Regions from separate parts of the Mus musculus genome. Here all the other regions are linked to region 1. Evidence: chromatin contacts called from public HiChIP or PLAC-seq data. All regions are on one chromosome and are shown on one strand. The core of a region is the stretch at or near the end of the contact, and the rest is flanking DNA. Distances in the headings are between cores, read along the strand shown.

Region 1 (4,630 bases), core at 938-3,437:
TTTTGGAGGGGGTGGTATATATGGTTTTGGTATACGTTATTTAGTTGTATCTTATTTGTATACATCGCGTAGTTCTACGGTTTTCTGGGCATACATTATTTAGTTGTATATTTTTTCATGTACCTGTTTATTCTGGCAAAGTGAATATAACCTATTTAAAATCAACTTCAAAACTTTAAAATCTATTATTAATGATACTTTAAAAACAAATATCTGAAAAGACTTGATGCTAAGGCAGGAGCTATGAGTAAGCACTGAAGAGACTGCTGGAGGGGGTGCTCTGAGCCTAACTCAGCCTGGGCTACAGTTTAAAGCCAGCCTAAGTAAGAATGTCTCCAAACAACAACAGCAGCAACAGTACTCCAAAACAACCGTACTCTCCAAACAAAACAGCAAAAGCTGAGGCCAGTCAACTAATTCCTTGTATGTGGGAGACTTCTCTTTGCTGGGCCTTAGGAATGAACAAATAAAACCTTAGGTCTCTTTCCTGGCCAAGGTCTTGCCAAAGTATTCTTTCTATGCTACGAATTGGTGTGTCTTGAACACACTGAGCTATCTGAGTTTAGCACATAGGCTAAGTCAGGACAAATATCTAAAGGCAGAAATAGGTGTTCTACTGAGACATCAGGAAAAACTCACGGATGACAAAGTCCCAAGCCCAAGCATGGCTCTGTCAAGTGCGAGCCTCTGCCATTCTTGAGCCTGTGCCTGTCCTCTCCAGCAGCCAGTGCTGTGGCTGACAACGCACCGGGCACTACTGCATTCTCTGACAACATCGCCCTCCTACGGAGACTGCGTGATTCCCACTCACAGAGGAGAAAACTGAAGCATGGAGAGGTCAGAGCTAGGACAGTGAGAGACAGAGACAATTCCAACAGTTCAGCTCTAGATTTCACACTCAGACCCTCACCCCTGCCTCCATTCCACTCCTTTCACCCACTCCTTTATCCTCTTTCTTACAGATGCTGGGGCATAAGGTCACTAGAACCTCTCCTTCCAACAGCAATCACATAAATTAGCAGCCAGATGGCGAGCTTTAATCCCAAGTAGCACTTTCATTTTTCCATCTCTTTCTTTCTCTTTCTACTTTTCCTTATGTAAATTTCTTTTCTTTGCTAAATATTTCTTTCTTTTCATAATAATAGGGGAGCAGCCCCCCAATACCATAAATTATGCAGTGGTTGTTTCCACATTTGGGGAGGTCAGCATATGCAGGGTGCTGAGGCCCAGCCTCACCTCAGAAAGCCACCTTTATAACCAAGCTCTCCCTCCCTCCCTCCCTCCCTCCCTCCCTCCCTGCCTTTCTCTCTCCCTCCCTCCCTCCTCCCCCACTCTTCCCTCCCTCACATCTGTGTATTACAAGTGTCCAGAGAATCCAGAAGACAGTGTTGGATGCTCCTGGAGCTGACACTAGGTAATTGTGGGTCACTCAGTGTAGGCATTGGGAGCTAAACTCCAGTCCATTGCAAGAGCCGCAAGTCCTAACATCTGAGAGATCTCTCTAGTGGCCACCTTATCCTAGTACCTATGACAGGGCTAGGAGTGGAACCTGAGGTCTTAACCACGTGAGACAAGTGCTCGCCTACTGATTATATCCCTAGTCCTCCATTCTTACTTTGGATCCATGGGAAAAGCCAAATAGAACACGGAAGCCACTTCTCTAGGTAGCCTGAAAGGCTATTACAGTCATGGACTCTGGCCATCCTTCAATCCTGCACTAACCATCTACTTTCCTTTTAGTTCTGCCATATACTCCTTGCTCAGACAAACAGCCTGTCTAACTGTACCATAGTACGCAATACTATTGTGCTTAGAAAATACCAAGTTACTTGGGAGTTCAATATCAAACATAATGGCTTTACTTCTGATGTCTACTTTGTAACAAAATGTGCTAAGTGTTGCCAAGTTTCTCAATCAGAATAGCTTATTAATCATGGCCACCATAGTAAATTCCTTCTGTAACGTTCTTCTATTTCCTTTGTGTTAACCCCTTTAGACCGAGTTAATAAAACCCAGGAAAGTCTTTCCACTTCGGGTCCCCTAAGAAGAGAGACCAGCAAGAGTCGGTCGGGTGGGAGGCTCTGAGTTATAGAACTAAAATGGCTCATTAGAAAATCAGACACTGAGGAAACATTTCCTCTTACACGAACCAAATCATGTAAGACACGAACTATAATCAGCCACAAGCCTTCTGTTGAAACCCCAGAGAAACCACTAGGAAATCTTTAGCAAGAAATGTTACAGTAATTGTAACAATAAAGAAGATAGCCTCCCACAAGGGGAAGGAGAAAAATGTAGCTGCTGGCTCCTGTTTCCTTTCAGTGTCTCAGAATGTTACCTGACACTGATGGGGACAGTGCGGAGGAGCACAAGCCTTCCATGGAAGAGCAACCCTTAGACAGTTATGATTTGGGGAAGTATTTTGGGAGTGAATTTTCTATTTCTTCCTAAGAGAAGTTAGAAATCTGGAGTTTCTATTATACTTTACAATGCTTAAATATATGCTACCAATATAAGCAAAAAAAAAAAAAACAAAAAAAAACAAAAAACAACTTTACTAGCATTAAATGGGTCAACAAAATATACTTGAGGTCCTGTATACCCCCCACTTTTAATAAAATGTCTATTCCTTTGGCCCATTTCTTCTTTCTCACAGTGCCCTTGTGTTGTGTGGAATAGAATCCAGAACATTAAGCATGCGAGGTGAGTGCTAAGTTACCCCTCCAGGCCATATACCCGTGAGTATGCTCTAACAGCATCACTTCCTGTTCCTGTTGCTGGAGTTTCCCTAGCCCTCTGTTTTGCAAACAGGCTTTACAATTATTCTCTTCCACTCTGTAGCTTGTCTTTTCAAACCCCTAACAAGGTTTTCTGCTAGGCAGGTTTTAGAGACATCTTACTTATCAGTATTTCCTCTTATTTATTCTTTCATGTAAGTGCTTTTGGGTCTATCTATCCTCAGGTGAGTGAGTATCTTGTATGACTCAGCTCTGACTTTCTATCTGATTCCTCTGATGTTCATCCTTCTTTCGATGCCACTTGTTCAGCTCCTTCACAATTGTTAGAGTTATTCTAGCCCTGGTCTTTCTATATACATTTTAGGATAATTTTGCCTAGGTCTACAAAAAACTCTTGCTGAGATTTTGAGAGAAACTGTGTTAAGCCAGCACAGCAGCTCTGGAGGAATCAGCATCTTCACTACGTGGGGTCTTCTCACCCACGGCGGCACCCTGCTTCATCAGCACACGGGATCTTCTCACCATGACCACACCCTGCTTCATCAGCACACGGGGTCTTCTCACCATGACCACACCCTGCTTCATCAGCACACGGGATCTTCTCACCATGACCACACCCTGCTTCATCAGCACACGGGGTCTTCTCACCATGACCACACCCTGCTTCATCAGCACACGGGATCTTCTCACCATGACCACACCCTGCTTCGTCAGCACACGGGGTCTCACCATGACCACACCCTGCTTCATCAGCACACGGGGTCTCACCATGACCACACCCTGCTTCATCAGTACCCAAGTTTCAATGCACAAGCTCTTCTGAGATTACACCCAATATTTTTTTCATCTTTTCTGTTTTAATATTCTCCCCTATGAACCTTTATCCTTCTTTGTCCTGTTATCCATTTGTGCATGCACATCGGACAGTTACAAATTTGTGTGTGTCACTCTCATATAAAACTTAGGGAAGTTCTCAGGAGGCAGAGGCAGAGGCAGAGGCAGAGGCAGAGGCAGAGGCAGAGGCAGAGGCAGAGGCAGAGGCAGAGGCAGAGGCAGAGGCAGAGGCAGAGGCAGAGGCAGAGGCAGAGGCAGAGGCAGAGGCAGAGGCAGAGGCAGAGGCAGAGGCAGAGGCAGAGGCAGAGGCAGAGGCAGAGGCAGAGGCAGAGGCAGAGGCAGAGGCAGAGGCAGAGGCAGAGGCAGAGGCAGAGGCAGAGGCAGAGGCAGAGGCAGAGGCAGAGGCAGAGGCAGAGGCAGAGGCAGAGGCAGAGGCAGAGGCAGAGGCAGAGGCAGAGGCAGAGGCAGAGGCAGAGGCAGAGGCAGAGGCAGAGGCAGAGGCAGAGGCAGAGGCAGAGGCAGAGGCAGAGGCAGAGGCAGAGGCAGAGGCAGAGGCAGAGGCAGAGGCAGAGGCAGAGGCAGAGGCAGAGGCAGAGGCAGAGGCAGAGGCAGAGGCAGAGGCAGAGGCAGAGGCAGAGGCAGAGGCAGAGGCAGAGGCAGAGGCAGAGGCAGAGGCAGAGGCAGAGGCAGAGGCAGAGGCAGAGGCAGAGGCAGAGGCAGAGGCAGAGGCAGAGGCAGAGGCAGAGGCAGAGGCAGAGGCAGAGGCAGAGGCAGAGGCAGAGGCAGAGGCAGAGGCAGAGGCAGAGGCAGAGGCAGAGGCAGAGGCAGAGGCAGAGGCAGAGGCAGAGGCAGAGGCAGAGGCAGAGGCAGAGGCAGAGGCAGAGGCAGAGGCAGAGGCAGAGGCAGAGGCAGAGGCAGAGGCAGAGGCAGAGGCAGAGGCAGAGGCAGAGGCAGAGGCAGAGGCAGAGGCAGAGGCAGAGGCAGAGGCAGAGGCAGAGGCAGAGGCAGAGGGATCTCTGTGAGTTTCAGCCTGGTCTACATGAGTTCTAGGACAGCCA
Region 2 (4,630 bases), core at 1,276-3,775, 88 kb before region 1:
AGGTGGCAGCCTAACCCTAGTTTCAGTCCCAGTGAACAGGCCTGAGCAGCATGGAGAGGTCCTGAATAATTGTGGTTGGTCATGTTTGGTGTTTAATTCTTCATTAGCTTGGACTATCAGCCACCCAAATCAATTCCAAGAGGACGGAAAGCAAATACCAGCAAGAAGAACAAAAGGGGCAGAGCAGGGCAGCTGTTCACTTTTCTAGCAGACGCTCTAAGCAGGTAGGTGCTCAGATCACAGCCTGCCCTATAATAACACTTCACAGGGCTGGGGTGGCCCGCAGATTAGATTATCTAGGGAGGCGAACACTTGCAGCCCCTTTGAAGCAGGTTCAGGTCAGTAATGATAGTTATTATGGCTTCACAGCTGTCCTGTGGACCTGTAATTAAGGATGACAGAAACCATCTTGGTTTATGACCCCTCTCCTAAGGGACCAGGGAGGGCAGAGTTGCCAGCCCCATGGGAATGGCTCCTGCTGTCAGTACCAGGTATGCAAACTGTGTATGGGTTACAAATGAACCAACCAGACAAGTTAACAGTCAGGAGGAGCAAAATTCTCTGGTAAATCCCTGCCCTATGTAAAATGATGGATGTGTGGGCCAGGGGATGAACCCCAGGACAGCCCTTTCATGCCCTCTGTCCTAACTTCACTTCTGTCACTGTGGTAAGATATCACGATGATGATGACGATGACTATGACCACCAGCACCTGCACCCGCACCCGCACTGGCACCGGCACCTGCACTGGCACCCACACCCGCACCGGCACCGGCACCGGCACTAGCACCAGCACCAGCACCAGCTAGTGCTAGGCAGGGAGGGGAACGTCTTCTTTAAGTGCTTTTCCTCATTTTGATTTAGTGTGGATTTGGGGGTGGCGGGGGGGGGGGTGAGGAGAAGAGGAGGACAAGAGAAGAGAGAAGGTTTGTTATTTCTAGCAGCCTGTGCTGCACATACTCCAGACAGAGCTGGGATTCACTGAGCATCTGGGTCAAGGTGACGTAGCCTGTGATCAGAGGGTGGCAGAGGAAGAGGCTTTGCTTGCCTCAGGCCATGAGGGACATCTCAGCAAGCATGCAATTGGATTTGGGGATCCTTCCTTTTTTGCTGCATGCTTGCTTATTTGACCTGGCGGAAAAGGACTCTGAGGGCAGGGATGAAGTCATCTCTTTTCCCTTAAAAACCTCAGCATCTTCATAATCTGAAAACTAGGTTCTGGTCAGGATGCTTCCGGGAAGACTAGCAAGGGCACTCTCAGATGCAGGGGTGGCTTACATGGCAAGGGAGAGAAGCCGAAGGAGCCCAGGGTGTCCTGGGGCCAGACCCTCACTCTGGAACCAGCAAAGTGGATCGTTCTGGGGACAGCCATACCACTACCACTTGAGCATGAGTCTCAGAGCCAGCAGTCTCCCCGTTAACTCTCACACACGACCACTCCCTGTCCCCCTCCCTTGAGAGTTCTACACACTGACAGCCTCATCTACCGTCTCCTCTGACACTGTCCTGTCCTTTAGCGCTCAGCTTCCAGGCTTCTGGAACAGGTCCCCTCTTCTTACAACCCTTTCTCCCTCCAAATTTAGTTACGGCCCCATCTTAGAAGGAATTTTTCTGTCTACCATTACTCAAAATTGAGCACTTCAGTGTCTCTTCCATGGGTCTCTCTGTGTGTCCCACAGTGGGCATTCAGAATGCATCTTCAGAAGGAAGTGTTCCAAGGTGGCAGAGCGTCAGGATTTCTGAGGAGGCCTCGAGCAAGAAGTTGCTTTTCTCAGCTTTCAGGCTGGCTTTCTATGAGGAGCAGGAGTGATACAGGTTTGCTTGCCAGGCCACTGGGACACAGCAAACTGATCCTCTGTGTCTCTCTGTGCACAGACAGCACCAATCACCTTCCTTTACCCAGGCTCCCAGAACCCGAGGAGGAGGCTATACACCAGCTGGGACTCCAGTCTTCAGAGAAATCCACCAGAACCATAGATGAGTCAATATCATCAGCCTCTTACCTTGTGATTAATAGCAGATTTATATTTAATAATGCGTCTATGTGTGGGTTTGTGTCATGGAGGCCAGGGGTGTCAGACATCCTAGACTGGCATTGCAGGAAGTTGTGGGACACCTGGTATAGGTGCATGGCTGAACTCTGAGGCACTGTGTACTCTTAGCCACAGAGCCACCTTTCCAGCCCATCTAGTTTATGTTTTATTTAATCCTGTGGGCCTTTGTGTTAATGGCCTTGTCAGAGAAGGGCTTCCTACTCCACCAGCCCTCAGTACTCTCAGAGGCCATCCAGAGCTGGCCTCATATCCCCCATGCAGGATGGCAGACTGTGAAGGTGAGGGAGCTACAGCCATCATCCTCTGGGATGACGCCCAGTTTGTCCACCGCTCATTCTCCTGGGGCATCGATCCCTGGCTGTCGTCTGTGGGAGTCAGGGCACTTTGCAGCAGCTCGGCTGTGATGCATGTGGTATTCACCTGCAGACGCTTCCTGAGCCCAGTGCTAGCTCCCGTCACACTCAACTGAGCATTGCTTCACACCCACTTTATTTGGCTTCTGAGGTTCGCTGACTCAGCCTTTGTTTTCAGAGTAATAACAAGACAACAAAAACAAACTTCTGCTTCTTTATTTGAAAAGTGAACTCTTCCTCATAAATGTCTCCCAGCCAAATCCTCCTCTTATAGCTCACAGTACTTCCAAAGCTCAGATCTGTGGCTAAGAGATGGCTCAGTCAGTAAAGTGCTTGATGCACAAGCGTGAGAACTGGGTTTGGACCCCTGGCATGGACACAAAATCCAGCCTTGATCAGTGCTGGGAGTAAAACGACATGAGAGTTCGCTCTGCCGCCAGTGGGTATAGCACAAATGGTAAGCTCCAACCTCAGCGAGAGACCCTGCCTCAGAAGTAAGGTGGGCTGTAAGAGGATAACATCTGCTGTTGACCTGGAGCCTCTGCAGCTACAGGCACATGCAGCACACATGCATGAGGACAGGGGTAATTCTTAGTGCCCTCTGTTGCATCACTGATACCACTGTATATCCAAAAATGCTCAACCCTCAGGACTGGAGAAGCAAAACTTAAGACCAGAGATGGCAGCAGACTGTCTGTAATAGCCTCTCTGTGCCACAGCAATCCATCCCCACGGTGCAGGAGACGAAGGATGGAGCATGGCTTGTGCAGCACAGTGTCTGACACAGCAGTCCTGAACATCACTTCCAGGGAGTGTGTTGAAAACGCACCCGCACCCTTCTGGCCTGGCTTGCTTGCACAGGCCTGTAATCTTAGCTACTCACTGATGACTTGAAGGGTCTAGTTCAGCCATTGTGCAGGGGCTGCATTTCAAGGTGCTGTCTGGAGGGTAACCCATGACCTTCACCTCAGCTCATGTCATAAGATACTTGAGTTTTGTCAGTAGAACCTTTGTCATCTGTATTAGTTGGGTCCTGTTCTCCCACCCATTCCCATGCTCCCAGAAATAAGACTCAGACTCCAAATATATCTACAGAGACCTTGACCATATAGCTGGAGTCTTTTCTGGCTAGATATAAGTTAAAACATCCCATTTATTTTAATCAACACTCTGCCAATTGGCTGCTTACCTGTGCTCAGGTCCCACACATTCATCTTGTCACAGCTTTCCAGGTGAATCTCTCATGCCTGGTTCTTTCCTAGAACTCTTTCTGCCTCCCAGATGTCTCTCCTTCTATTCTACCCTTTCCTATAGGCCATAGGCCTTTAAATTGACAGATGATGCATCCATACAATACACAAGATAGAGAGCTGGAGGATTTGTGGCCAGTTCCCTGGTGCTGAAACCTGGCCATCACCTTGCTTGAAGAGCATGTGACCAGAAGTCTAAGCGTTCACTCTTCCCACAGCACTTAACTACAAGGCTGTTGTGTCTGTCCAATGACTGAGAGACGTTCAGGGAGTAGACACTCTGTGCTGTGTGCAGCCTCTGCTCTATGCACTCCCACTGAGCTGCTCCCCAGGCCTTCCTCAGTTTCCCCTTTTGAGAAATGTTGTCATTTTAGAGTCCTTCCCAGCTTCTAGCTTCTCCTGTCTTATGAGTATGGCTGTGTTTCTCAGAGTCAGAGCCAACAATTCAGAACTGTGTATATAGGCACAAAAGCTGCACTGGTGGTTCTTAAGGACTGTCTGAGTGTCTCAGAAAGTGTCATGGGAAGTATTAGTGAGCCCAACCAGTTAAACAGATGCCGTAAGGGAAAAAACAAATCACAGGCAGTCTTTGTGGCCAGCATGTAGTGGCAGGAAGCAACCCCACACTCCTTCCAGAGCATCAGGCCATGATCTATGGTGTATGCTGACTTGTCCTCAGTGCTCCATGGCATTATACTTTATGACTCATTACAGGCACATACTTGTAATTCTAGCCTAGTAGGCTGAAGCAGGAAAACTGGCAATTAGGGTTCAGCTTGGGCTACGTAGTGAAAAACGTGTCTCTCCAGAAATCATGAAACAAAGAAAAAGAAAGCCCATCCTTAGCCTAGGCACGTATTCATGAGCTATCCAACAGCCTCTAAGAAACACGCCAGAACAGGGCAAAGCCCAGGGATTCAATGTAAACCAGGGATTCCTGTAAACCAACGCAGACACTCCTGCCGGATGGGGT
Region 3 (4,630 bases), core at 981-3,480, 78 kb after region 1:
TCAGAAGGAAGATGGCCAGGCATCACATGAGATTTTGATCTTAGACATCTTGATTGGTGTAAGGTGGAAGCTCAGGGTCATTTTGATTTGCATTTCTCTGATCATTAAGGACTTTGAACACTTCTTTAGGTGCTTCTCAGCCATTCTTCAGTCCTGAATTCTCAGTTTAGTTCTATACCCCATTTTTTGATTGGGTTGTTTGGGATTTTTGGTGATTAACTTCTTGAGTTCTTTATATATTTTGGATATTAGCCCTCCATCAGATGTGGGGTTAGTGAAGACTTTTTCCCAAATTGTAGGTTGTCCATTTGTCTTATTGACTATGTCCTTTGCCTTACAGAAGCTTTTCAGTTTTATGAGGACCCGTTTATCAATTCTTGATCGATGATAATTCTATCAGAGAATTTCTCCAGCTGATAAACAACTTCAGTAAAGTGGCCAGTATAAAATTAACTCAAATAAATCAGTAGCCTTCCTTTATACACAGGATAAACAGTCTGTGAAAGAAATTAGGGATCCAACTCCCTTCACAATTGTCAAAACTAATATAAAATATCTTGGGGTAACTCTAACCAAATAAGTGAAAGACTTGTATGACAATAACTTCAAGTCTCTCAAGAAAGAAATCAAAGATTTCAGAAAATGGAGAGATCTCCCATGTTCATGGATTGGCAGATTTAACATAGTAAAAATGGCCATCCTACCAAAGGTAATCTATAGATTCAGTGCAATCCCCATCAAAATCACAACACAATTCTTCAAAGACATGGAAAGAGCGATTCTCAAATTCATCTGGAAAGGCAAGAAACCTAGCATAGTGAAATCAATTCTTAACAATAAAAGAACGGCTGGGGGAATCTCCATTTCTGACCTCAAGCTTTACTACAGAGCAATAGTGATAAAAACTGCATGGTATTGGTACAGAGACAGACACATTGATAAATGGAATAGAATTGAAGACCCAGAAATAAAACCACACACTTGTGGTCATTTGATCTTTGACAAAGACTCCAAAAATGGAGAAAAGGAAGCATCTTCAGTAAATGGTGCTGGTCTAACTGGCTGTCTGTATGTAGAAAAATGAAAAATAGACCCATATTTGTCAGTTTGCACAAAGCTCAAGTCCAAGTGGATCAAGGACCTCAACATAAAACCAGATACACTGAATCTAATAGAAGAGAAAGTGGGAAAGAGCCTTGAACTCACTGGCACAGGGGGAACTTTCCTAAACAGAACTCCAATGGCTCATATTCTAAGATCAAGAATTTTTTTTTTCATGAATCATGAATAACTTGACCTTTTGGAGTTGGAAAATAAATCAGGAAAGAATCAAAGGGGGAGGCACACTGTTTTAAGAACATCAGAAAGGCTGTGTGCATTCAGAAACTCATCTGTTTTTCTCTGAGTCTATAGAGCGCTCAGCTCAGAGAGCTATTGAATACAAAGGTAGGAAGATAGCAGAGTGGTCTCAAACTGTGATGGCATTCCCAGGGCTCCCACTCTCCCATCAGATTAGCTGCTGTGTTGTACTTTAGGCTTCAGGGGTGGGGGTGGGGGGCCAGTATTAATGCATGCTCATGTCTCTGATGTGTCAATTTTCTGTCAGAAACTCCTGATAGGATTACTAGCCATGGACCATGTTAACAAGTGTGTGTGTGTGTGTGTGTGTGTGTGTATGTGTGTGTGAGAGAGAGAGAGAGAGAGACAGAGAGACAGAGAGACAGAGAGAGAGAGACAGAGAGAGAGAGACAGAGAGAGAGAGACAGAGAGAAAGACACAGAGAGAGAGAATCAGAGAGACAGAGAGAGATTGAAAGAGAGAGGGAGGCATACTGTCATTTCTTGCTTGGATTCAGGGCTTTGGCAAAAATGGTCTTTCTTCTCTATTCTTTTTACACAGCAATTTAGGGCTAGAAATAGACCACTCAATTATGCTTCTCTCTCAATAATGACTATGGAGGATGCTTCTTTTCTGTATGATTAGAACAGTTGGATGGCTTTATTGACATCAAGGAATTGAGGGAGAGGAGAGCACTGGAGAGTCCTTTAAGGTGGCAAAGTTTAAGGACATACATTCTGTTATCTCATTGCTTCTTACGTTTATGACAAGGAAGTGGGCTTTAGTAATAAAGAGCCTGTGAGACAGGTAAACTCCTCCAGAGAATGTTCTAGTCCATTCTGGTTTACGGGGTAAATAGGGAAGTGTTTGGGGAGGAGAAAACAAAACAGAAACGGACTGCAGCGAGGAGGGCTTGAGCCACAGCGGTTTCCCTATCTGGCAGAGTTGCATCCTCTCCCTCTCTCTAATCATTCATTGCCTTTTCTGGGGTTGGGATGAAAGGGCCCCTGGCAGGAGTGGCCATTGCTGTTGCTATTAGTTATGCAAGCTCTCAAGTTCTGCAGCCATATTCCCCTCTTCCAAGGTTGCTGTGTCTGCTGTTGAGCCCTGATCTGGATTTCATTTGTCTCCGAGAAGATGATTTAAATCCTAGAAATCTTTTGGGGGAGAAAACGCTATTATTGGCTATTGGATCTAACCCTTGGCCACTGTTATATGAGGGTTTTTTTGCTGTTATTGTTCTTATTGATACTTGTGTGTGGTGCTGGGACTAAAAGGACTTTGCCACTGCTGGGGATGGCATCTCCCACTCGGCTACAGCCAGTGCCAGGTACCAGAACTTGGGTAGGCCACCTTTGGTGGAGTTTCAGAACATGGGCTGTGATGTGGGTGGTGTTTTAAGAGCAGCCAGCTGGTTCTCAAAGGGGGAGAAACCTGGGGAACAAGGAAGGTGAGGAAAGCACACAATTTAAAAAGGGTGACAACTTCCCTGTTTGCTTGTTTCTAAAACCAGGGCAAGTGTTAGCAATGAGGGAGAGGACTGTTTGAAAGCTTCAAAACAAGCTGGTGCAATAAATTATGAAATTGGATGCAGCCAAAGACCTGTGACACACAGCATCCACCCTCAGAAAGATGGCTTCCCTTTGCCCTACCAGATTGCTTGTGATAGAGAAGTTGAGTAAGAATCTTGTTTTACAGTAACCTGTTGCGGTAAATCTCCTCCCAAATACACCCCGGCAAGGAAAACACAACACAATTAGTATGAATACATGCTGTGAGCCTAGATTGGGCAGATCTACCGTTACACTACCATCTTCTACAGCTTATGAGACCCCTTAGAACTTGCGGTTTCTCCAGGCCATGTGCTTCTGCTCTGCTTTTCTTCTTCCTCCTCCTCTGCGTCCTCTCCCTCTTCCATTTTCTCCACCACCACCTTCCCTTTTATCTGCCCAATCATCAGCTCTCCTTTATTTTACAAATTAAGGTGGGAAGCAGGTTTACTGGAAATCACCTGAGTGTTGACTCTTTGCTTGTTAGAGGCTACTCACTGGAGAACAGAATTAACATCAAATATAATTAGCCCCAGGGCCATCCACAACAGTAACTGGTCTCAAATCCCCCATCACTGTCTCCTGGACCAAACCCTGTCCTCACTAATCCCCAGTCTTAGTGGCGGCATCAGTTGTATGTTGTTAAATACACAGTCAAATCTTTTCTCTAATCATTTGTCTCAAATTTTCATGTTTTTAAAGGTTGGAGATGATGAACTTTTGGTGTTGTTAAATTAGAAATAAAACCCAAGAAGGGGGACATTTGAATATTTGAAATAATGTATTTTATTTCTGCCATTACCAGAGTAGCATCTAAACCTTGTCAATCAGCTATTACTAAACCTTAATGTAAATGAAATAAAATTCAAAAGAATATAACTCATAAAAGAGTAAGACATTTCAAAGAGTTAATTAAATTATCCTTTAATATAAACAACTAAATTAAATAAGAAATATGGTTAAAAAATTATCAATACTCATCCAACCATTGGTTATACACAGAAAGGAAAGAGAAAGGTGACCAAGAAGACACGTAGCATGTGCCTAACTCTAAAAGTCATTTTAATTTAAGCATCACTATGTACATTTTTGCAGCAGGAATTTAAAGATATATTTTTGGAACACTTAACTATCAAGTTAAATTAGACACAACTGGAGAATCTCTTTCTAAATTTGTAACTCATTAAGATAATTTTTCATTTTAGGATCGCCAATCTAGCTCTTTTCAAGGCATTGGAAAGTTTGAAAGTGTGTTTAGATTTAGAAGTGCAACTTTCCATACTCATAGTTGTTTTCCAATCAATATTTTAAACAGCTCTCTTGTCTTCCTCAATGACCTTTCTGAAAAGCATAAAGTGTCCTAAAGTGAGTTTGAATCGAATCTACCCTGAGTTCCTTCTGCTCTACTTCCTCTCCGCCCGACTCCCAAGGCACCACTTTCCCCTCTCCGCCCCACGCGCTTTTCTTTTTATACTCACTGAGTCAACTTAGTGCTGCGAATACGTGCACAGGGTGATTCCTCCACAAATGGCTCAGGTAGCTTCCCAGGGTCTGCCTCCCTAAAGAAAATCAGTTCTCCTTCTTCCAACAATCACCAGTTGGCAATGGCTTCCCTTTACGCACTGGGGTTTGGCTTGGCTTCATCTTGTGCAGGTCAGCACGGTGGTTGAGAGTTCATCAATAGACAGTGTTTCTCAGCGTTCCTCCGCATTCTCCAGCCCTTACATTCTTTGAAGCCCATT

What was found. HiChIP or PLAC-seq counts read pairs in DNA pulled down with a chosen protein or histone mark.
Region 2: an H3K27ac HiChIP or PLAC-seq map of microglia shows a contact between it and region 1, with 3 times the contacts expected there. The contact joins two enhancer-like sites. A contact is called at or near these places in 3 of 15 datasets of contacts at CTCF or cohesin (CD8 T cells, the NIH/3T3 cell line and large pre-B cells), 6 of 484 Hi-C or Micro-C datasets (Th1 cells, bone marrow-derived dendritic cells, embryonic stem cells and 3 more), 2 of 115 datasets of contacts at active chromatin or transcription factors (bone marrow-derived macrophages and microglia) and 1 of 9 other capture datasets (embryonic stem cells).
Region 3: an H3K27ac HiChIP or PLAC-seq map of microglia shows a contact between it and region 1, with 5 times the contacts expected there. The contact joins two enhancer-like sites. A contact is called at or near these places in 1 of 15 datasets of contacts at CTCF or cohesin (CD8 T cells), 2 of 484 Hi-C or Micro-C datasets (neutrophils and uterus) and 4 of 115 datasets of contacts at active chromatin or transcription factors (the HPC-7 cell line, bone marrow-derived macrophages, effector CD8 T cells and 1 more).

Annotation. Positions count from the first base shown.
Region 1 is chr3:9,799,079-9,803,708 of GRCm38.p6, forward strand. All of the region lies in intron 1 of Pag1 (phosphoprotein associated with glycosphingolipid microdomains 1), which reads right to left. Among named protein-coding and RNA genes, the nearest start is that of Pag1, 32 kb to the right of the region's middle. Within about 2 kb of position 2,188, at least 35 of the 459 cell types and tissues checked have an H3K27ac peak or open chromatin away from gene starts, as enhancers often do. A contact at or near this core is called in microglia and neutrophils, where this site is marked.
Region 2 is chr3:9,711,111-9,715,740 of GRCm38.p6, forward strand. The region is part of intron 3 of Pag1 (phosphoprotein associated with glycosphingolipid microdomains 1); the gene reads right to left. Among named protein-coding and RNA genes, the nearest start is that of Gm33169, 50 kb to the left of the region's middle. Within about 2 kb of position 2,526, at least 5 of the 459 cell types and tissues checked have an H3K27ac peak or open chromatin away from gene starts, as enhancers often do. A contact at or near this core is called in microglia, where this site is marked.
Region 3 is chr3:9,876,746-9,881,375 of GRCm38.p6, forward strand. It overlaps Gm33273 (a long non-coding RNA gene), which reads right to left. Exons shown (of 3, transcript XR_387542.3): 3 at 3,883-4,630. Among named protein-coding and RNA genes, the nearest start is that of Gm33273, 6.2 kb to the right of the region's middle. Within about 2 kb of position 2,231, at least 32 of the 459 cell types and tissues checked have an H3K27ac peak or open chromatin away from gene starts, as enhancers often do. A contact at or near this core is called in microglia and neutrophils, where this site is marked.